Linked DNA regions of Sus scrofa: region 1 is linked to region 2. Evidence: chromatin contacts called from public HiChIP or PLAC-seq data. All regions are on one chromosome and are shown on one strand. Each heading gives the region's core, a stretch centred on a gene start, on an enhancer-like site or on the middle of the called end of the contact. The rest is flanking DNA. Distances are from core to core; before and after follow the strand shown. Region 1 holds the start of PITPNA (phosphatidylinositol transfer protein alpha isoform). Region 2 holds the start of SLC43A2 (large neutral amino acids transporter small subunit 4).

Region 1 (3,726 bases), core at 869-3,368, 54 kb before region 2:
GGGTCTCTGTTCCCTTTGCTATCCAAAGCTCCACACCATGTCCCAAATGCCCTATGCAACCTCCAAGGAGCAGAGCCAGATGCGAGGGGGCAAAGTCCCCTCCCTGACAAAATGGAAACAGCTCTCCACGCACCTGCTCGCTGCTGAGTGAGCTCCACCAGCTGCTCTCACCCGGACATCTCCCACTTCCGCGCTTCCCGGGCTTCTGGCCCGAGGCTGCTCACTTGCCCTCCCCTCCAGGGAGGCACAGTTTCACAGAAAGTTCTAAAAGTACACATCCAGAAGTTCCCATCGTGGCTCAGTGGTTAACGAATCCCACTAGGAACCACGAGGTTGCGGGTTTGATCCCTGGCCTTGCTCAGTGGGTTAAGGATTCGGCATTGCCGTGAGCTGTGGTGTAGGTCGCAGACGCGGCTCGGATCCCGTGTTGCTGTGGCTGTGGCGTAGGCCGGCGGCTACAGCTCTGATTCGACCCCTAGCCTGGGAACCTCCATATGCTGCGGGTGCAGCCCAAGAAAATACAAAAAAGACACACACAAAAAAATACGTAAACAAATAAATAAAAGTACACATCCAATCCCTCGCTCTACCTCCCCACCCCACCCTGCCAATCTCTCCTCTTTGAAGAAAAAAGTCCTTAGATGACTACTTGGAACCAGGAGCTTCAGGAATGGGTCACCTCGTATTTGATTTAGCCACACAAACATCCCCACCTGTCACCCAGTGCGCTGGATTTCAGGAGCGAGCTCATCTCCCTGAAACTCTGACCAGAAGTCACTCGCTAACCCCCCCGCCTCTGCATCACTCCTCAGAAACTCCTTCACTCTCACTGTCTTTCCTCAGTCAATGGCTTTATGAAAATAATTCCTCAAAACAGTTTCCCCATCTCTTTGCACCAAGACTGAGAATCCCCCAGGGCCATGTTGGCCCTGTCCCCTATCCCTGGCCATTATGTCCGGGACTCCTCACCCAAGCGTCTCCAAGTTCCAAGCAAACATCCTAAGCTCCCCTCCCCGCCTGCGCCGCCAACTCCAAATACTTCCGCCTCTGTGCCCACCACCTGGGCATCATGTCAGGCAACCAGTCCCCTCTGCTAACTCCTTAGACTCTTCCCCTGTCACTCAGCCCCAGTCGTCTTCCTGTGTCTACTGATCACCACCCTCCTAATGCCCAAGGCAGCCACTCCTCATACCCCAGGTTACCCTCAACACTCTTTCCCCATCATCTCAACTCCATTCTGGAAGCTGTCTTTTCTGATCTCCCAGTGCCCCTTGGTATTGTTCAGCCCCAAACCCTTTCCCACCACTGGCCGGCACCCTGGCCCTGCCTGCCCTTGTCCGCCTTTCCTCATAGGCTCAGACAACTCCTCCCTCTCTCTGGGTACACTCTGCCACTCCTGCAGCTCTGGCTGCCTCTTGCCTCTCTCAGCCTTCACTCTAGGACCACCCCACATCTTACCCCGTGCTCCCGCTCCCCTCAGCAGCCCCCCATGTCCTGTCCGGCTCTCCCTGTCCCCTTGACCTCATCTCAGGCCTGTCCGGCCCTCATTGTCCCCGCGGCCTCTCCTCAAGCCTATTTGGCCTTCACGGCCCCTTGGACCCCACCTCAGGTGCTGTCTGTCCTTCTCTATCCCCGTCGGGCCCACCTCGGGCCCTGTCCGGCCCTCGCTGTCCCCCTCGCCCCTTGCTGTGCCGCCCAACAAGCCTATCCAGGGCTTTCCATTCCGTCGGGCCCCGTCCGGCCGCTGCATCCCTTCTGCTAGACTATCAGCCTCCCTGGTCGTCATCCTCGGCTCTCCCTCCCTCCTCGCTCCCGCACCGCCGGCTGGACACTCACTACTCCTTGAGCAGCACCATGTCGCTTCGCGGCTCGGCAGCTGCCCGCTGCCCGCCCAGCCTCCTGCCCGCTTCCCGGCGGCCGCTCTCCCCGTGGCCCGGCTCGGCTGCCTGTGCGCCTTCGTTGTGGTCTGCTCTGTCGCCGCCGCTCTCGCTGCGGTAGCCGCTCCGGCTCCTGCCGCCCTGGCCTCGCCACCTCCCGCGCCACTGCCGACGCCGCCCGGAGCTCCGGTTCCGCAGCGCCGCGCGGGGCGGGGCGTCTCTGCGGCAACCAGAGCGTCACACGCAGCGCTGCGCGCTGACCTCAGGGCGGAGGCGGAGCCTTCCCGGCCCGCCCCCTCCCGTCCTTAAATGGGCCTGGGCCTGAGCATCCGCGTCCGGGGTGGACCCCAGGCATGCGCAAGACCCTGGCGGTAGGCGGAGCCGAGGGGAGAGGGCCCGCAGGGTCCTAGAGGTGACTGCAGCAGGATGGGATGCCCCTGTAGGGATGGGCCTCCAGGGTGGTGTGGTTTGAAATCTAGGAAAAGGCTGTGTCAAAAAATATTAATAATTGGGAGGGATAAATTAGGAGTTTGGGATTAACATATACACACTACTGTGTACAAAACAGATAACTAATAAAGACTTACTGAATAGCGCTGTACTCAGTATTTTGCAATAACCTATAAGAGAAAGGAATCTGAAAAAGAGCGTATATATGTATATATATTTCACTTTGCTGTACACCTGAAACTAACACAACACTGTAAATTTGCAGCATAGGTCGCAGATGAAGCTCAGATCTGGCGTTGCTGTGGCGTAGGCCTCAGCTGTAGCTCTGATTTGACCCCAGCTGGAGAACTTTCATGTGCCACAGATGAGGCCATAAAAAGAGGGAAAAAAAATTTTTTTGAAAATAAAGAAAAACTATATTAGAATTCTCTTGTGGCTCAGGGGGGTTAAAGATCTGGCGCTGTCACTGCAGCGGTTTGGCATGTTGCTTGGCCACTGCTGTGGCATGGGTTCGATCCCTGGCCCAGGGAACTTCTGCATACTGTGGTTGAGGCCAAAAATCAAATTTGGGGGTTGAGGCACAGTAGGAGATGGGAGCGGGTTGGACCCAAAGTATGCGGTTCCTGGCCAGTGAAAAGGTGTTTGGAGTCCATCCTAAGGGCAGGGTTGGGCATTTATGGCTTTTAAGCAAGTTTGCTGTCAGGCTCACTCTGACAGCTGGATGAAAAGGGGACCTAGGGAATCAGAGCAGAGGCAGGGAGACCAGTAGGGAGGCCTCTGCCTAAGTCCAGGTAGAGGTGGGCTCTGATAGTGGTGGGAAAGGGGGGAAAAGAAGAGATGGGAGTTCCCACTGTGGCTCAGTGGTAATGAACCCGACTAGTATCCATGAGGATGCGGGTTCCATCCCAGGCCTCGCCCAGTGGGTTAAGGATCCAGTGTTGCTGTGAGCGGTGTTGTAGTTCACAGAGTCTTGGATCCCAAGTGGCTGTGGCTGTGGCATTGGCTGGCAGCTGCAGCTCTGTCGACCCCTAGCCTGGGAACTTCCATATGCCGCAGGTTTGGCTCTGGGGGAAAAAAAGGAAGGAGAGATGGATTCAGGAGCAACTCAGGAGGTAAAATCAACTAGACCTGTTGACGAATTAGCTGAGAGAGTGAGAGTGAGAAAAGAGAGGCAAACCCACCCAGGTCTCTGGCCTGGGAGCTGGGGGGGACAGCACTGACTTCAAGAGAACACAGGGCAGACAGACCTAGGCCAGGAAAGAAAATAACTCTGAGACGGAGCAGGACCCTGTGGGGCCTTTCTTGCTTGTGGGGAATAGGCTTCAGCCTCCTTGACCTTCCCTGAGTTCCAAAGAGTGGGTTCAAACAACTGAATTTGAATTCCCTCATCTGGGAAGGG
Region 2 (3,977 bases), core at 1,467-3,966:
GCAAGCAGAAAGGGTCACGATCGCCAAGGGAGGGGGAGAGGAGGCGCCACACACTCTAACCTGTCCCTTCCCCAGAGTCGCTAATCTCACATCTCTCGGGCAGAGCAGAAAGCTTGTTCAAGGAACAAGGTCTGAGTGACTCTCCCATATCCCAAGATTTCTTGCTGATGTGGGGAAAGATCTGCCAAGAACCCTCAGGCTATTAGGAAATATTTCTGAGTGGCTAAAGGCTAAAGGTTATAAATGATATACGCTCTGCCCTCTCTCAGGCGGCCTCAGTGTCCCCTCCCTTTCTGCTGTCCTTAACCTCTCCCAGGGCAGCTTCCCTAGAGACTGGAAAGCTCAGGAATCTCCTGGGAAGATCAGAGCAGGGCAACAGAGAGGATTACAGGCAGCACGAGATGGTCCCAAACTTCCCCTTCCCCCAACATCTGGGCTCTGGGGGAAAAAGGCTCGCCAGTGGGGCCATTCAGGGGGTCAGGCCTGGGCTGTCTCCAACGAAGGGGACTTGGGCAGGGGCTGGCTGAAAAAGGTCCTGGGCAGAGAGACATTACTGAGCTCAACCATTAGGGAGCCACTGTTGGGGGGCAGTGAGGGGGCAGAGGGCAACATGTCCTATCAAGGTTGCCTAGGAAGAGGGGTTAGAAGGGTCGAGATTGGGAGCCACTTGGATCCCACAGTTAGGGTGAATCCACTGACCTTCAGCAACCAGGATCTTTAAACAAGGTCAGGGGCGTGAAGGTAGGGGTGGGGTTTAGATTTCCGGTAGACAAGCATCCCCAGCCTTCATTCAACAACGCCCACATGTGGCAAAGGGTGAGGACAGGCTTAGTGTCATTTCCATAAATACCCCCCCTTCCCCTCCCCCCCCACGGAGGGAGAAGGCCACTGAGACGTTCTCACAGCCTGTGGGAGGAAATGTCCTTTGGAAAATCGTAAAGCAGCAAAAATAGACAAGAAATTGTATCTGACAAGCCCTTAAGAGACTCCATAATGGCCCGACTGAAAAACATCTAGATTCTAGATGAACCTTCCCTGGGGTGGAGGCCAAGCCACTTCCTCTCTCTTGCTGCACCCCAGCCACTGAGTCAGGAGTTCCTCTTTCTTACAGTCCGAGAGCAACATGTTTACTGCAAGGCCAGCGGTGTGCCAGGCCCTGGGAGGAGAGGAGCCTCGTCATGTTCTCAGGTGATGGAAAGAACACCCTGGACTCGGGGATTCTGGAACTATCACAGGCCCCAGCTGTGTGGCCTCAGGCAAGCCTGAGCCTGAGTTCCTTCAAAAAGGGATAGCGCTATCTATGTACCCAGCAGTGCTGAGTTAGGATCAAATGGGCCTTTTGCGAACTAGGAGGTGCTGCGCAGTGAGGTGGTCTCGCTGGCTAGATCTACACCGCCAATCCGCCGTCACCCGAAGCCCCCACTCCGGGACCCACCGCGAGCCCGCGAGCCCGTGCGCCCGTCTTACCTGGCTCAGAACACAGGTAGGAGTAAAAGCCCTCCGACTTGAGCATGATCAGCAGCGAACCCCAGCCCAGGAGGACTGCCGAGAAGAGGAGGTTTTCCAACACGGCGGTGCAGGCCATCCACCAGCGGCGCCGATGGGCTGTGGCCAGGGTGGGCGCCATGGCTCGGCGCGGCGGCCCGGCTGCGGCTCGGGCTCGGGCTCGGGCTCCGGCTCTGCAGGCACCTGCGCAGAGATTTAGCCGTCAGCGCTCGGCTCGGCCGACCAGAGGCTGCCAACCCGGGCCGCTGCCGCAGCGCGCGGAGCTTGTCACCCCTCTGCGCCCAGGAGGCAAGAGCGCGCAGCGAATGAAACCCCAGCCCTGTCCCCCTGGTGTCCTCTGGGCCACCCTCTCCGCCGCTGGCTTTTCCGCCGGCCCGCAGTTCCGGGAGACCTGCTCGGACCAAGCAGGGAGATTTCCTCCGCGGCTCAATCGGAGGGAAACTGAGGCATGGAAACTAGAAGGGACTAACGTCTGCTTAGGGACATGGAATTGGCCCTGGCTCCCATCAGGATTGACACAGGTTGGGGGCTGACAGGGGAGGCAGTTAGAGGTCCGAATACTTGGGAAAGGGCATACCTGCGGGCTGCCACTCCCTGGGACCCTCACCGGCGCCCGCCCGCACAGGAGACCCTTTCCCAGACCCTGCTCCCTTAACCACAAAATCCGCGCACACAGCTCCGAAACGGCCCGCCCACGGCCCGCTCATTGGCCTGTCGGCACAGGAACTGCATTGCCATTGGCTGTTGTCTAGGTCGCTAGGCGCTGCGGCCACGCGAACCCCGCATGGGAGAGGCGAAGCCGGTTCAAACCGGCGGCGCGAGCCACCCGCGCGACCCCTGGCCTGGGCCGTTTCCTTGGCAATTAGTTCGTTCTAAGGAAGTGGGATCCCATCTCTCCATCCCCCTGCTCCCGTCTCGATTCGTCATCTCTTTCCTGCTGGCTCCTCATCCATTCAGTGTCTCTCCTTTCATATGCACACGTCTTCTCCCTACCCCCTTACTCTTGAGCCTTCTACCCGCCAGCTACCTCGCCCGGAGCCCAGGTCCCCAGAATCCAGCTCACCCAGCTCACCCAGCTCCTACTGGTGTGTATCGGGCCCGGCCGGCGCCTTTTCTGCCCCCCTTTTATTCCAGCCCTTTTATTCTGACCCTAAGATGAAAACACTGCCGCGCGCTGATTGGCTGAGTGGGGCTGGAAACAGGCGTTAACCAATCAGCACCCACCCGCCCGCCCCGCCGCGAGCAGAAGCCGGTTCCGGCCGGACTAGGAGACAAACAAGAGAGCTGGGGGCGGGGGGGTGCCGGGGGGCAGCGTCGGCCCGAGTTTTTGCTCGGCTGCCTTAGAGAGTAGTCACCGCCCGTCCGGGAACCCCCAACGCCATTGCCTCATCGCCCCTCCAGAGGCTCACCCCGAAGCTCTGTCTCTCGATTGGGTCCCCTGCTCCGCGTTTCGGCGCCCCCGGACTTCCCCAGTTGCACGCTGGTCCCCCTCGCGCACTACTTTGGGCTCCAGCATTCAGCCTGGCTCCCGCGCTCTGCTCTGCTCTGGCCGGCTGCGTCGTCCCCAGTTTCCCCGCTGCCTTGGGCACCACGCGGATGCTCTGGCTCCACTTCGGTCCTTCCACTCTCGCCATCTCCACTGCCTCCTTCCCATGCACCGCTGCTTTCCTAGCTGCTTTGGGCTTTGTGTCCTGATTTTTTGCTTTCTTGCTGCCGGCAACTCCCATCTAGGTTCTGTCTGCACATCCCACATCCCCGGACATCTGTGCAAGCATGGAGTGACTCTCTCCTAATTCACCGACCCCCCTTATGGGTGCCATCTGCCCGATCCCTCAGGGATCCCCAAGTGGGAGTTGGGGGCTTGTCTGCCTCCTAAGTTACTATTTCCTCAGGTACCCCATCCAGACTCTGACCACTCCCCCCACCACCCCATTTTTCGTTCTCCTTGGTCCCCTCGGGGGCTCCCACCAGAACAGTCATCTTGGTGCTCCCTGCCCGAGTTGCCCACTCCATTCCCACTGCCCTGCGCCACCTCCATCCCCTTACGCCCTGTTCCCTGACATCTTCAGGTTAGGGCCCTTTCTGCAGGGTTTCGGGGTGGGCAATGCCAAGCTGCCAACACAAGTCAGGACTCTGGGAGAGCACGTAGGGTCGGGAGGGTTCCAGGTTCCCGGTCTGATCAGAGACCTGGACATGCCCGAGGAACAGCCAGGGCAAGAGAGGGGGAGCCTGGGCTCTGGAGGTTCAGCTGCATTTGGAGGTTCTCCCCCATTTCAGGCACTGGCCCGACCTCCGTGGGCCGTTGGTGTCCCCGATTCGGCTCTTAGATTCATATTTGGGTTCTCAGATTCGGGTCTTCTTGGCAAGCTCCGGGAGCCTGGCTTATCACACCAGGGCTGTGGCAGCCCCAGCAGCATCCTGCTTCACATCCCCGAGACCGAGGGCGCCCCCTGCTGCCCTGAACCTACCGC

Evidence for each region. HiChIP or PLAC-seq counts read pairs in DNA pulled down with a chosen protein or histone mark.
Region 1: a contact with region 2 is called in an H3K27ac HiChIP or PLAC-seq map of alveolar macrophages. The contact joins the promoter of PITPNA here to the promoter of SLC43A2 in region 2. A contact is called at or near these places in 5 of 5 promoter capture datasets (fetal liver, fetal skeletal muscle, liver and 1 more), 34 of 47 Hi-C or Micro-C datasets (adipose tissue, alveolar macrophages, blood and 15 more) and 2 of 2 datasets of contacts at active chromatin or transcription factors (alveolar macrophages and skeletal muscle).

The regions. Positions count from the first base shown.
Region 1 is chr12:47,783,269-47,786,994 of Sscrofa11.1, forward strand. It overlaps PITPNA (phosphatidylinositol transfer protein alpha isoform), which reads right to left and starts at 2,119. Exons shown (of 13, transcript XR_001304419.2): 1 at 1,837-2,119.
Region 2 is chr12:47,836,411-47,840,387 of Sscrofa11.1, forward strand. It overlaps SLC43A2 (large neutral amino acids transporter small subunit 4), which reads right to left and starts at 2,717. Exons shown (of 15, transcript XM_013990000.2): 1 at 2,579-2,717; 2 at 1,468-1,689. The coding sequence starts at 1,627.